Regions from separate parts of the Capra hircus genome. Here region 1 is linked to region 2. A link is a contact called in public Hi-C data. All regions are on one chromosome and are shown on one strand. The core of a region is the stretch at or near the end of the contact, and the rest is flanking DNA. Distances in the headings are between cores, read along the strand shown. Region 1 overlaps SEPW1 (selenoprotein W). Region 2 holds the start of EHD2 (EH domain-containing protein 2).

Region 1 (6,952 bases), core at 1,814-4,313, 50 kb before region 2:
TTGCCATCTTGCCATCTTGGGGCATAAACCAAGCACATAAACCCAACAAGCTAAAGAAAGGAAAACATGAAAATACAGAAAAGTTCTGGGAGACTTCCCTCGTGGTCCAGTGGATATGACTCCGCTTTGCAATGCGAGGGACACCGGTTTGTCCCCTGCTCCGCAAAGATCCCATATGCCACCGAGCAACAAAGCCCAAGCACCACAACTACGGAAGCCTGTGCGCCTAGAGCCCGGGGCTCCGCAGCAAGAGAAGCCTCTGCAATGAAAAGCCCCCGTCTGCTGCAGCTAGAGAAAGCCCACCCAAAGCAAGGAAAGCCCACCACAACCAATAAATAAATGCATCTTTTAAATAATAATAAAAGACTATACGTTTTCAATTCAGGGAGTGTGGGCCCGATCCCTGGTCTGGGAACTAAGATCCTGCATGCCATATGGCAAAAGAAAAAAAAAGCATCATATCACCAAGCCTAAGATGGTGATTCACTACAGTAAATCTCAAGGAAATGATTCTATAGCGTGCGTACTGATTCCTGGTGATCCGAGGGTATGTGGGAAGCTGCAGTTCTCCAAAGTGGCCACACGGTGTCGCTGTTGGAAAAGAATTCAGTGTTTCTCCCAGTTCAGGCTTCCACTGACGATCCTGCTGAATTCTTTTTCTTGAAGACGTGAATTGTCTTGGTTAAGACACAATAGGGTCATGGTATTTTCTGTTTCTCCTCCACGCATAGGTAAAATCAAAAGGAGCCTGGTAGATATTTCTAGCGCTTACCATTTTTTCGGGCTCCCCTTCCTTTCCTGACCACCGTTCCCAGGTGGGTTCTACAGGTGGGTGGAGCCTTGTGACCATTCTGGCCAATGGGCTGCGACTAGAACTGAGACGTGTGTCACTTCCCGGCTAAGGTCTTTAAGAGCTAGTGCGTGTTTCTTCTCCCAGCCATGCGGATTGAGGATGCTGTGGGTCCAGGTGCAACAATAGAAGAGAATCTCTATCTGTCTAGATCTGCACTGTCCAATAAGATAGCCACGCACCACACTTGCCACAAATTTCAATGTCAGTTGAAATAAAGTAAAATAAAAATTCCTAGTTCCAGACTTGCCTGGTGGTCCAGTGGCTAAGAACATGCCTGCCAATGCAGGGGACACAGGTTTGATCCCTGGTTTGGAAGGAGTTCACGTGCCTCGGGGCAACTAAGTCTGTGGGCCATGACTACTGATGCTGCTGCTGCTAAGTCCTTCAGTCGTGTCCGACTCTGTGAGACCCCATAGACGGCAGGACTGCTGATGCCTGCATGCCTAAAGCCCGTGCACCGCAACAAGAGAAGTAAGCGCAATGGGAAGCCTGTGCCCCACAAATGGGGAGTAGCCCCCACTCGTCACAACTAGAGAGAGCTGGAGCACAGCTATGAAGACAGCACAGCCAGACACAAATGAATTAATTAAAAATTCAGTTCCTCAGTCACATCCACCTCCTTTCAAGCTCTGCATAACACCATGTGGCATGTGCCCAGTGGCCACAGTGCTGGACAGATACAGAAAAATCCCATCATCACAACGTCCTACTGGACAAATGCTGCTCTAGGTCACTGACTGGGCGCAGGGAGGACACCTGCCCTGAAGAGGGCTTTGCACATGCCGGGTTTAACCCACTGAGATTTGCGTTTGTTTTTGTGTGTTTCCACAGAAGCATAACCCAGCCTAGCCTGACCCACTAGATTTCTTGCTTAAACAAAGGACTTGAGAGTCTTGTGTTATTTAAATTACCCACTGGTGGCACAATGTGACGTGGCTAAACCAACGGGAGAGCTGAGGGTACCACCACGCAGGCTCCAGCAGGGTTAAGATCAAGCTTCCTGGAGTCCCAGTCCTCCTACCTGGTTTAGGTCTAAACTGCCAGAATGTACTGAATTGTCAGAGTTGTTACCAGTGAAGATGAGGGAGGGCTTTCCTTCTTGTTGGTACTACTGATGGTTGTCAGGGGAGATTTTCCCAGACGACACTGGGTATGGATCCATGGAGCACAGGCGCGATCTCATGGGTCAGCATTTGGCTTAGGGGAGAAATGACTTCATTTCTGTGACTCAAGGTTTGAGAGTTCATTGGGTTAGAATTATATTTGAAATAAGTGCAGACTTTATGGCCACCAAAAGCATTCAGTTTCTTGAGGGAATTTTCTGGTGGCCCAGTGGCTACAACTTCGCGCTGTGAATGCAGGGGGCCCTGGTTTGATCCCTGGTGAGGGAACTAGATCCCACATGCTGCAACTAAGACCCGGTGCAGCCAAATAAACAATTTAAAAAAAAAAAAAAAAAGAGTTCCTCAAATGAAAGAAAAAAAAAAGTCCCTCAATTCTGAGCGAATCTAATGGTCTTCATATGACCTTCTGCCAGGAAAGTTCTTTTAAAAATCATTGCTGTTGACCCAGCTGTTCCACTCCTAGGTATCTGCCCAAAGGACCTGAGAACTGGTGCTTAAACAAAAACTTGGACACGGAAGTCCACAGAAGCACTGCTCACAGTAGCCAAGGAGTACAAACAACCTAAATGTTCACCAACGGATGAAATGGTGGCCCACAGAGTGCAAAATTATTCAGCCATAAAAAGGAATGACGTTCTGCTGTGTGCCAATCCTCATCATGGACGAACCTTGAGAACATTATGCCAAGCGAAGAGCCACAGACCACACACACCGTATGATTCCCCTTTTGTGAAACCTCCCAATAGGGAAATCTACAGAAAGTGGATTAGTGGCTGCTCCAGGGCAGGGGTGGGGGGTGGTGGTGGGGGAGGCGGTGCTGGGGACCAAAGGGGTGCGTGCTCAGGACTGGAGGGGTGCTCTATAGTATAAGGGTTTCTCCTTGAGGTGGTGAAAACGTTCCAAAGTTGACCATGGTGGGACTTCCTCAAAATAGAGGATTGTGCAGAAGGCCATCAGTGGCCAGACTCCCCATCACTTTTACCATCTTGCCACGAGTTAAGAACGGAGCCTGTGAGGCTGCCAGGCCCTCCTCAGTGTCCTGATACTGGCAGGACCCCCGGGGCCCCGGAAGGCCCAGGCTCAGACCTGGCGTGGTTACGTCTGCCTCGCTCCACTGGCCAAAGCAAGTCATGGGATCCAACTCAGAGCTAGGAGGTGAGGACAGCTCGTCTCCAGTGCAAGGACGGTAAAGGGGGCAGGCAGGCGAGAGGAGGGGTGAGCCAGCCTAACATGCCACCCAGCACTTTCCTCCCAGTCGCTGCCAGGTTACCTCCAAATGCGGGAACCAGGAACCCGCTTCACCCTGCAGGATGTACACCCATGGCGGCTCCAGGGGGCGCCCAAAGCCCACCTCCACCTTGGCTTGAGGGACCACTGCAAAGTTCAGCCCTGAGTTGGTCCTAGCTCCGCACTACCAAGCCACTAATTTCCCGGGGCGGAGACCAGCGGGAGGCCGCTGCAGAGGAAAATGGACACACGCAAGACACAGGCCTGTTAATCTCATCACCATTTATTGAGTTGTGAGCTGTTGCCATCACTGCTGAAATCAGACTCACTCATCCTGATCCTCCTCTCGGCTTCCCCTTGAAAAGGAAGCCTGGAGCAGGACCACCCCAGACACCGCAGGGTAGAAGGGAGACATGGAGGGGCGGGGGAGATGCAGGGAGATGAGGGATGGGGAAGGCACCAGGACCAGCGTGCAGGGACACACACGCACTCACACACACGCGCACAGGCAAAGACCAGGGGTGTCCATCTCTGCTCCAACCGGCGGCCGTGAGAACATCAGGGAAGGACCAGGCGTCCAAGAGACATTTCAGTCCTTCCTGTCATGAAGCGTCTGCCGAGAGGGGCTGGGCCACGGTTACTGGTCTGTGTGGAGAAGAGGCGGGGAGGGGGGTTTCAGAGGCCGGATGAAAGCGAGGTGCTTCCCTGCCTTTCATCTCTTAAGCTTTCCCTGTAATAAACTGTAACCGGGAGTGGAACAGCTCTGGTGTGTTCTGAGTCCTGCAAGAATCGCTGAGCCTGACGGGGGGTTTCGGGACTCCTGAAATTGCACTCAACTTGTGAACAAGAGTCATTCCTTCCCCTCTCTCTTTTGTATGAATCCCATCTTGGCTTATCTTAGATAAAATCATCATTGGTGGACTTCTCTAGAATCCAAGCCAACCTCATGCTGGTTTAAGCAAATGCATTTGAGTGACTGACAGTCTGGAGGTGGCAAATGGTGTGTTTCTGCAAGGGATGTGCTCCATTTAAGAATTCAAGTCCCCCCCAAAGGGGCACCCTTCCCTCCTGACAGCAACAGCCCATGCATAGCCAGCTCATGCAGCCTGGGAATTATGGAATTCTTTTTTTCTCGTTTTTCTTTGTGCATCTTTTTTCTTTTCTTTTGGAATTAAGCAATTCTTGGTGGGTTTTTTTTTTTTGTAATTTGGGGAGACTCCCTCCTTTTCAGACCTGCATAGGAGGCAAGACATTCGTATTTTTGTACTGCATTGATTCAAATTGTACTGCAGGTCCAAATTCCCACTGAAAGCAGCCTCATTCTGCTCCAGTGAGGATGACGAGAAACAGAACTCAAGGTCAAAGCATTTGAGAACCAGGTTGCTGGTGCAAAGCATGCTGGGGGCAGGGGGCTGGGTCCACAGGCTCCTGGGACAGATGCTCAGTTCTAGCACACGTGGAGCAGGAACTGGCACTCAAGCTTAGATGGAGGGTAGAAACTGCTTCCAGGATCTCAAAAGTCAGGAGCCAGAGCTTGGTTACAGACTAGGTTAGTGACCAGGACCCAGTTCTAGAGTAGGCTCGGTTTGGGGCTCATCTGGAACACAGAAGCTCGAACATTGAAAATCAGGCTCAGAAGATGCTGAAAAGCAGTGCTATGGTCCAGAGAACAGAGTGGAAATTGCAACCAGTGGAATGTGCTGGGCTAGAAACTAGGCCTCAGGGTTGGAGTCCACTGGGAACCAGGGGTTAGTTCTGTGGCCTCGGGGCGGGGCCCCCCTCACCTCTGCCTTCAGGGCACATCAGGCCTGAGCCAAAGCGGCTTTGATGGCGGCCACCAGCTTCAGAAACTTGCTCTCCGTGTCCACGTAGCCATCGCCTCCCTGGAGGAGGGAGGACCAGGGGAGGGATGGGCTGGGACCAAGACGCCAACCCCAGTCCCAACCCCCCACTGGCCCCCAGTGAGGCAGGATGGACAGACATACCTTCTTGGAGTGAACCAGCTTTCCCGCTACGAACACTTCAAAGAAGCCGGTGACCTGGGGAGTCCCCTCGCCGCACTGGGGAGAAGGAGAGATGCTGGAGGGGGCGGAGATGCCCCTTGCGGACACCTGCCCCTTCCCAGGGAAGGGAGAACACATTTTGGGGGGGGGGGCTGACCCAAACCACTCCCACTGCCACCAGGACTGAGGGACAGACAGGACCCACGTCAGACTCCTTCCCCCTCCCCGAGACTCACGATGTCCAAACGGCTAGGGAACTCATCTTCTAACTTCTTCTTGAGCTGAAGATACTGGAAAGGGGTGGGTGGTCACACCAGGGTCCACAGAAGCCACAGAGGTGGGCCCCCACCATGGGCTAACCCCCTCCCCCACTTTCCAGGGCAGCCTCTTGGGACCACATGGCTTACCTTGGGCTTGTAGCCTCAAGCGCCACTGGTGGGAGCGTGTCCAAGAGAGTGGGTCCCGGGAGAGGAGGAGGGGGACAGTGGAGATCCGGGGAGGGGAGAGAGAAGGGGACAGTGGGGATCCAGGGATGGGAGGGGAGAGGCAAGGCAGGCAAGGAGACAGACGCAAATAGCGGGGAGGAAGCAGGAAGAGACGAAGAGGGACACGGATGATAGAAGGACGAGACAGACACTCTCAAGAGAGAGGAAACACACGGGGCACACGGGGGCGGGGTGCAGCACAGAGATGGAGGCACACGAAGGGAGCCAGCCACACAGGGAAAACAGAGCAAGGGAGACAAGAGGCAGAGCGTGGGGGGCGGTGCACAGAATCGGGGGCGACGAGGAGAGAGCACAAGCGCGAGGCAGAGGGGAGAGGGAGGCAAAACCGAGAGAGCCAGGTCAGGATGAGAGCTGCCCAACGACAGCAGCCCCACCCACAGCCGGTACCCAGGCCTCGGGGAAACCATCACTGCAGGGTTCCCAAGGCCCTCCCACGCCTGAGGGTGAAGGATAACCGCCTCCCCGCCCCGCCCTCTCCCCACCCCCCCTCCCCGCCCCGCAGACTATTTCGGGACCGGAGTCCGGTGCACAGGCAAAGCGGGGGAGGGGAAGGGGAGGCGCCTCAAAATGTCACTCTACCCTCTGCTTGACTCAGCGGGCAGGGACACTAACTAACGCAGTGACAGGTCTGAACCTTTCAAACCCCCAGGCAGGGACCCTCCTCCCCCGCCCCAAGTGGACAGCCAGCAGACCGAGGTGCGGTACCCCTGTGATCCGCCCGTGCCCCACTCCCAGCCTCGGTTTCCGCACTTGTAGAATGGAGCTACAACCCCTGCAAAGGGAGTTTCTGGGGAAGGAAATTCAGGGAACACGTATTTATTGAGCGCCCACAGGCCACCATGCCTGTGCAGGCCAGTACAGGCCAAGGCGCCAGGGCTGTGACACCGCCTACGGGACAGACACTTCCTGCCGAGCACACGTTTTCACCCTTAAAGCGGGCAATTAGACCAAATGTGTAACAACCAACACACCGCACTCCCTCCGCCATTACCATTAAGACTACAACCTAGCGGGGGTGGGGTGGGGTGGAAGGGAGGTTCAAGAGGGAGCGGACACAGGTACACCTACGGCCAATTCACGTTGACATATGGCAGAAACCAACACAATATGGGAAAGCAATGATGCCACAATCAAAAATAAAATAAATAAAAAATCACTCCCTCTACGGATGGGAAAAGTGGGGTAAGAAAACGAGGAGGGTTAACAGCAAAAAAGCATCCACCGTCTGGGTTTAAGTCC
Region 2 (6,528 bases), core at 2,389-4,888:
TCTCCCCGCTCCATCCTTTGGACCCGCCCAGACATGCAGCCGCAGCGGATTCACACGTGTTCATCCACACGCCTCCCCCACCCTTCAGCGCGCGCCAGCTCGGAGGAGTCACAGCCTTCCACCAGCTCCCCTCAGCTACGCAGCCAGCTCAGGGCCGGCCTCACACAGCCCCAGCAGCGACCCTGGGCCTTCCTCCCTCAGGCCCAGGAGCCCAGCCTCACTCACCACGGCTCACTCTCTGCTTGGCCCCCGACAGGATGCCCGGGGTGTCGATGATGCTAATGCTCTCCAGGACCTGATTGGGGAGCTGGGCGCACATGAACCTGGGGCAGAGGGAAGGTCAGGGGTCAATGCAGGGACAAGTAGGCGAGGGGACACATGAGAAGGGAACCCAGGACTTGCACGGAGGAGAATCAGGTTCGGAGAGGGAAAGAATCTTGGAAGAGAAAAGGAAGATTTGGACAGAGAATAAGAACTATTAAAAAAAATCAGAGCTGATGTTAATTGAGCACTTACTTTGTGCGGGGTGCTGTTCTAAGCACTTTGTATGTTTTCATTCATTTAGTCCCCACAACAGCCCTATGGAGGAAGGACTGTGGTTATCCCCATTTTCCAGATGAGGATAAGAAACAGAGAGGTTACATTGCTTGCCCAAAGTCACCCAGCTAGACAGGAGTCGAACTCAGGTGTCACTGGCTTAACTGCTCCCCGAGAGAGGGCAAGAAGAGGAAGGCTCTAGTAGAGAGAAGGGGATTAGGACTGAAAAGGAGAGAGACACAGGAGGGGATGGGACAAAGATGGGGGCCAGGGACAAGAGGACCCTCCGGGCTGCTGGCTGCGCACCTGTTGAGGAAGGTATTCCCAAAGGGGTTGAGTTTACGGAAGGGCTTGTCCGGGTCAACGACGAGGGCATTGCCAGGCACGGTGCCCTCGGTGTCACCGTGCATGACAGCCACGAAGCAGTCGGTGGTGGGCTCAGGCCCCACCCGGGAGCCGGGCACCTCCTGCTCCAGCAGGTACTGAATGAAGCTGGTCTTGCCCGTGCTGTACTGGCCGGCCACCAGCACCATGGGCTTGCCGTCGAAGTCAGCATCCTCCAGGGCCGGAGAATGGAAGGTCCCGAAGCGGTAGTGCTCCTCCAAAGGCAGCAGCTTTTCGCGGTACAGCTCCTTGAGGGCCGAGGTCACCGTGCGGATGGCCTCCGGCTGCTGGCCCCGAGCCCCGCCCCGCTTCAGCCAGCTGAACATGGTGGCTCCACACTGCCCACTGAGCTCTGACGGAGATGCACAGCGCGAGGGCTACCTGTGGGAGGAGAGGATGTTGATGGGGGACTGCCTGGAGGAGGAGGTGGAGAAGAAAGGGAGCCAGAAAGTAGAATCGATGGAGAAGGCTGGTGGGATGGGTTGGGGGGGAGAGCTTCTGAGAGCACTGAGGGTGGATGGCAGGAGCTGACAGCTGAAGGAGGAAGAACGTGATTATTCCAGCTGGAGGAAGAGAGAGAGAGAGACAATGGCATGCTGGAAGAAGCGAGATTGGTGGTGGAAGCCCAAGAGATAAACAAGGGGAAGGAGGCAGAAGCTGATCCGAAGAAAAGGATTCCTCCGTCTTTTTCTTTCTCCGTCCCCACCCCTTCCATTATTCGGCAATTTTCACTGAAATCGCACCATGTGTCAAGAGGTATGGATCCAAAAATAGACCAGAGACCAGTCCCCACACTCCCAGAGCCTCCAGTGTGGAGAGAACCAGGGCACGGAGCAGTCAGCAAGGCCTGGGCAAAGTTGGGTGGTGGACTTGTAGGCACCAGAGGGGGACAGGGTGAATCAATCACAGGATTAGGAAAGCTCTGGCTGGGCTGACTTTTCTTTTCACGTTTATTATTTATTTGGCTATACCAGATCTTAGTTGTGTCCTGTAGAATCTTTTCCCACACATACTCTCCAGGCCAGAATACTGGAGTGGGTAGCTGTTCCCTTCTCTAGGAGATCTTCCCATCCCAGGGATCGAACCCAGGTCTCCTGCATTGTAGGCAGATTCTTTACCAGCTGAGCCACAGGGGAAGCCCCCTGGGCTGACTTCTGAGCTGCTCCCTGAAGAGTGACAAGGGCATTTAGGCAGAGAGGATGGTGGGTTTCATGACCTGGAACTGTAAAATGGATGGACAGAGTGGCTGAACACGTGGGCACAAAGATGAGAAATGAGTCTCAATACTGCCTGGGTCCCCCCCGTCCCCAAGATCATGATGTTATCATTCACAAGAATAATAACATTTGTGATTACTGCATGCCAGAAACTGCTCTAACTCATTTAATCTTCACAACAACCTTGTAAGGTAAGGCTATTATTACCCCCACTTTTCTGATAAGGAAACTGAGGTTCAGGAAGATAGTATAACTTCCCTGAGATCACTTTGCTAGTAAGTGCTCAAGCTGGGACTCCAGATAACCTGACCTCAGAGCCAACACTCCTATCCCAGATCTAAGGAGTTAGGGAGAGAATGAATTGCCAGCCCAGCAGCAACCAGCACCCCCAGCACCTAGACTGTGTTCACTACATCCCCTTACTAGCCTTTCATTCACTGTAGGATCCGTAGTGATGTCCCCCTCCCCCTTTCATTCTCAATTATCACTCATTTGTGTCTTTGCTTGCTTTCTCCCCCTGCCCCGCCTTGATCAGTCTAAGTGGATGCTTATAATTTTACTGATCTCTGCACAGAACCGACTTTTGGTCAGATTGGGGTCTCTAAATACCATTTTCCACTAAAACAGAAACTGAGGCTTCTGGGAGAAATGGCTAATTCTGGGGCTGAGGCAGGGAAAGAACAAGTGAGTCTGGGTCAGATAGTGGGGAAGTGCTCAAACTGGGATGGGGCATGTCACAGGGACAAAGTCCTGGCTCGACAGGACTCCCACTGGCCAAAGATGGGACACTTTGAGCACCCAAACTAACTGCACGTCCAATATATTACAATCCATAAAATCATTGCCACGCTTAAAAAAAAAAAAATTTGTGTGTGTGTGGGAGGGGGAGAATTCAGGGAGGGTGTGCCAGAAAGGTGAAGGAGAGGCTGGAGCCAGACCTGGGAAGTGGGCAGAGGGAGGGGGCCCTGGGTGGTGTCCTACCCGGGGAGGGACCTGGGGGACATCTTAGCGAGGACGCTTTGGGTGGTTGGACAGGCAGCGGGGTTGGTGAGGCAGGAGAGGAGCTTTGGGGGTGGGAGGAGGAATGGAGCAGAGGTGGATGAATGCGATGGAGGGAGACTCCAAGGAAGGCCGCGGGAAGGGAGGAGGAGAGTGGGGAACACTGCTGCAGAGTGAAGGGGCCGCCGGGGGGTCGGGGCAGTGAGGGAGATAGAGAGGTTTCCGGAGGGGCTGCGGAGAACTGAGAGACCCCCTACACTGCCTGGGGTGGGAACTGAGGGTCTTCGGCGAGTAGGGGAATGATCCAGAGCCAGGGCAGGCTCGAGGGCTCCGCGGGCGGAGGCTGGGAGGCCACAGCCTCAGTTGGGGGTCACTCACCAAGGGGGCGCGCAGACTGCAGGACCTGGCAGGGAGAACTGGGCGGGGGTCCCGCGGGGATCGGAGGCGCCCGCGGAGCGGCCTGTGCTCGCGGTCCCGTCCGGAGCCGTCTGAGCCGGGTGGGGCCCAGAACGGGGAGGAGGGACCGGAGGGGCAGAGAAGGGGGGGGCGGGACGAGGCGCCCCCCCATCCCCAAACCGGGCGCCCGGCCTCTGGCGCCCTCTGGTGGGGACAGGCACAGTGCCTTTGCGAAATGGGTGCGTGCGCGGGTTCCCAGTCCTGCCTTCAAACTCCACCCCTGTCTCCCTTCCTGACATGGGAACAGCAATAATAAAACAGTAACACCACCAACAATATTAATTTTAATTATAAGTAATCATAATTTTTTCAACGGAAACGAGTGCATGAAAACTCTGTTCACAGTCCTCCATGGTTCTTCTTTCACTCAAAGCAGAAGCCAAAGCCCTCAGTGGACCGCAAGGCCCTGAAAGATCCGCAGGCTCCCTCTGCCGTCTCCTCCCTCTCTCCGCCTCGATCACTCAGCTCCAGCCGCACTGGCCTCTCCACTGTTCCTCAGACAACCCTCTTTTCAGCGCCCTTTGCACTTGCCCTTCCTCCCACCCGGCCACTTCTATCCTGGCTCCCACCCTTCCCTCCCTCCAGTCTCCACCCAAATGTCACCTCTTCCGAGAAGCCCGCCCTGATCTCCCTGTTTAATGCAGTACCCACCATCCATCCATTCTCACGGCTTTATTCTTCCCCGCAGCCTTTCTCACCATATTTTACATTTTTCTGTTTCAGGGAGGGTCTCCCTCACGAGAACATGAGTCCTGTGAGAGCAAGGATTTCAGACCGTCATCAAGAGGAATCTTCGATGTCCTCACACTGTGTTTGGAATTTCCAGTGATTGCTTACTCATCACTGATTAGACCCACTGCGAGCTAGCTTTCTAATCATGCACTGGTACACCAGACCCTATTACCATGTCACAGCTTTGTTGATTTCAAAAAATACTGATAACTGCATTTCAGTATAATTGGTTCCCTTGTGATCCTGAGGGTTACATTTTGTGCATTAAAGATAATATTCTAGGAAGGAGTCAGTGGAGTGAAAAAGCTCCACGCTGACGTATTCAGCTCCATTAAATACCCTTTGAGCCCTTAATAACCACGGTGGCTGTCGCATCTTGCTACCTGCTGACCTCCCAATCAGGGAGTCTCTGACATCTGTCCCCAGTGTCATCCAATTTCCTTGATGCCTTTGCAGCCTCTGGAGTCCCCACTGCAAAGCACAAGCTCGGATGTTCTTTTCTCTGCCCCCACCCTATCTGTCAAAACTGAAAAGAGAAACTGACATATTCTACGACATGAATGAAGATGTTCGGTTGAATGAAACAAGCCACTCACAAAAGAACAAATATTGTGATTCCACTCCCACAAGGGTAGTCTGATTCAGAGACAGAAAGTGGAACGGTGGTCGTGGGGGAGCTGGATAGAGGGGGAGGGGGGACAGGGTCATGCTTTCATGGGCACAGAGCTTCAATTCTGCAAGATGAAATGAGTTCCTGACATCCAGGCTGACTGCCAGCTCGTTGGTCCAATGGCTAAGACTCTGAGATCCCATTGCAGGCACCCCAGGTTGGATCCCTGGTCAGGAAACTATGAAGCCACATGCTGCAATTAAACAAACAGACAAACAAAAAAATCCTTCACGTTGCAACTAAGAGCCAGCACAGCCAAGTTAAAAAAGAAATGATGAGATGAGTTCTGAAGATTGATGGTTGCACAATGTAAATGTCTTAATGCTGATGTGATTACGAAGGTAAATTTTACGTTATGGGTATTTTTTCACAATTTAAAAAAAAATGGAGAAAGCAGCCAGTGAGCTTGTTCACTTGGGACACTGGTCAGTCTTGGGTTCCAGTTGTGCTCCATGTCCAGGTGATTTGGGTCCAGAGGTAGTCATTTCTGGCTTCTTTTCCCGTATGGCTCAGCTGTAGAAAGGGGCTTTCCAGGTGGCATAGTGGTAAAGAATCCACCTGCCAATACAGGAGATGCAAGGGACTCGGTTTCGATCCCTGGGTCAAGAAGATCCCCTGGAGGAGGAAAAGGCAACCCACTCCAGTGTTCTTGCCTGGGAAATCCCAAGGACAAAGGAGCTTGGCAGGTTACAGTCCATGGGGTCGCAAAGGGTTGGACACGACTGAGCGACTGAACACTCTCCAGATGCCCACTCTGCTGTACCTAGCATCTAAGAGCGAGTATGCCAAAGGCTAACTGTAGAAGCTGAGGTCAGTTTTGGTCTCATACCCCGGGGCTTGGGGAGGCTGTCTCTGCCTTTGCACAGCAGATTTACCAAGGCCTTGTATACAGGACTTCCCTGGTGGCTCAGACGGTAAAGCATCTGTCTACAATGAGGGAGACCCGGGTTCGATCCCTGGGTCGGGAAGATCCGCTGGAGAAGGAAATGGCAATCCACTCCAGTACTATTGCCTGGAAAATCCCATGGACAGAGGAGCCTGGTAGGCTACAGTCCATGGGGTCGCAAAGAGTCCGACACGACTAAGCGACTTCACTTCACTTGTTGCTGTATACACCCCTCCCCCCAGGCCGGGTGTGCACAGGGGAAGATTGCAAGCTCCTAGCCAGACCGCCTGGCTTGCAGCCCAGTCTGCTACTTACTACATCCCTTGGGGCCTCAGTTTCCTCATCTGCAAGATGGGGTTATTAATTCCCACACGGCAGCTTCTGTGAGCATCAAATAAGACATTCCGGGTGAAGAGCTGGGAGCAACGCCCAAAGTAAGTGTTCTGGAAACGTTAGCCAGCATGTCCCTCTGTCGGGCTGCGTTCAGCTAGCCTTCCGATGTTCAGTTCAGTTCAGTCGCTCAGTCGTGTCCGACTCTTTGCGACCCCATGAATTGCAGCACGCCAGGCCTCCCTGTCCATCACCATCTCCCGGAGTTCACTCAGACTCACGGCCATCGAGTCCGTGATGCCATCCAGCCATCTCAT

The links. Hi-C and Micro-C count contacts between places; a contact is called where the count stands out from the background.
Region 1: a Hi-C map of blood shows a contact between it and region 2, with 3 times the contacts expected there. The contact joins the enhancer-like site here to the promoter of EHD2 in region 2. A contact is called at or near these places in 4 of 5 Hi-C or Micro-C datasets (blood and liver).

The regions. Positions count from the first base shown.
Region 1 is chr18:55,705,947-55,712,898 of ARS1.2, reverse strand. SEPW1 (selenoprotein W) reads right to left here. Exons shown (of 6, transcript XM_005709381.3): 2 at 5,615-5,639; 3 at 5,444-5,497; 4 at 5,190-5,264; 5 at 4,989-5,087; 6 at 3,470-3,849. The coding sequence ends at 5,007. Among named protein-coding and RNA genes, the nearest start is that of SEPW1, 4.2 kb to the right of the region's middle. Within about 2 kb of position 3,063, at least 1 of the 5 cell types and tissues checked has an H3K27ac peak or open chromatin away from gene starts, as enhancers often do.
Region 2 is chr18:55,656,464-55,662,991 of ARS1.2, reverse strand. EHD2 (EH domain-containing protein 2) reads right to left here and starts at 3,638. Exons shown (of 6, transcript XM_018062680.1): 1 at 3,516-3,638; 2 at 844-1,302; 3 at 226-323. The coding sequence starts at 1,247.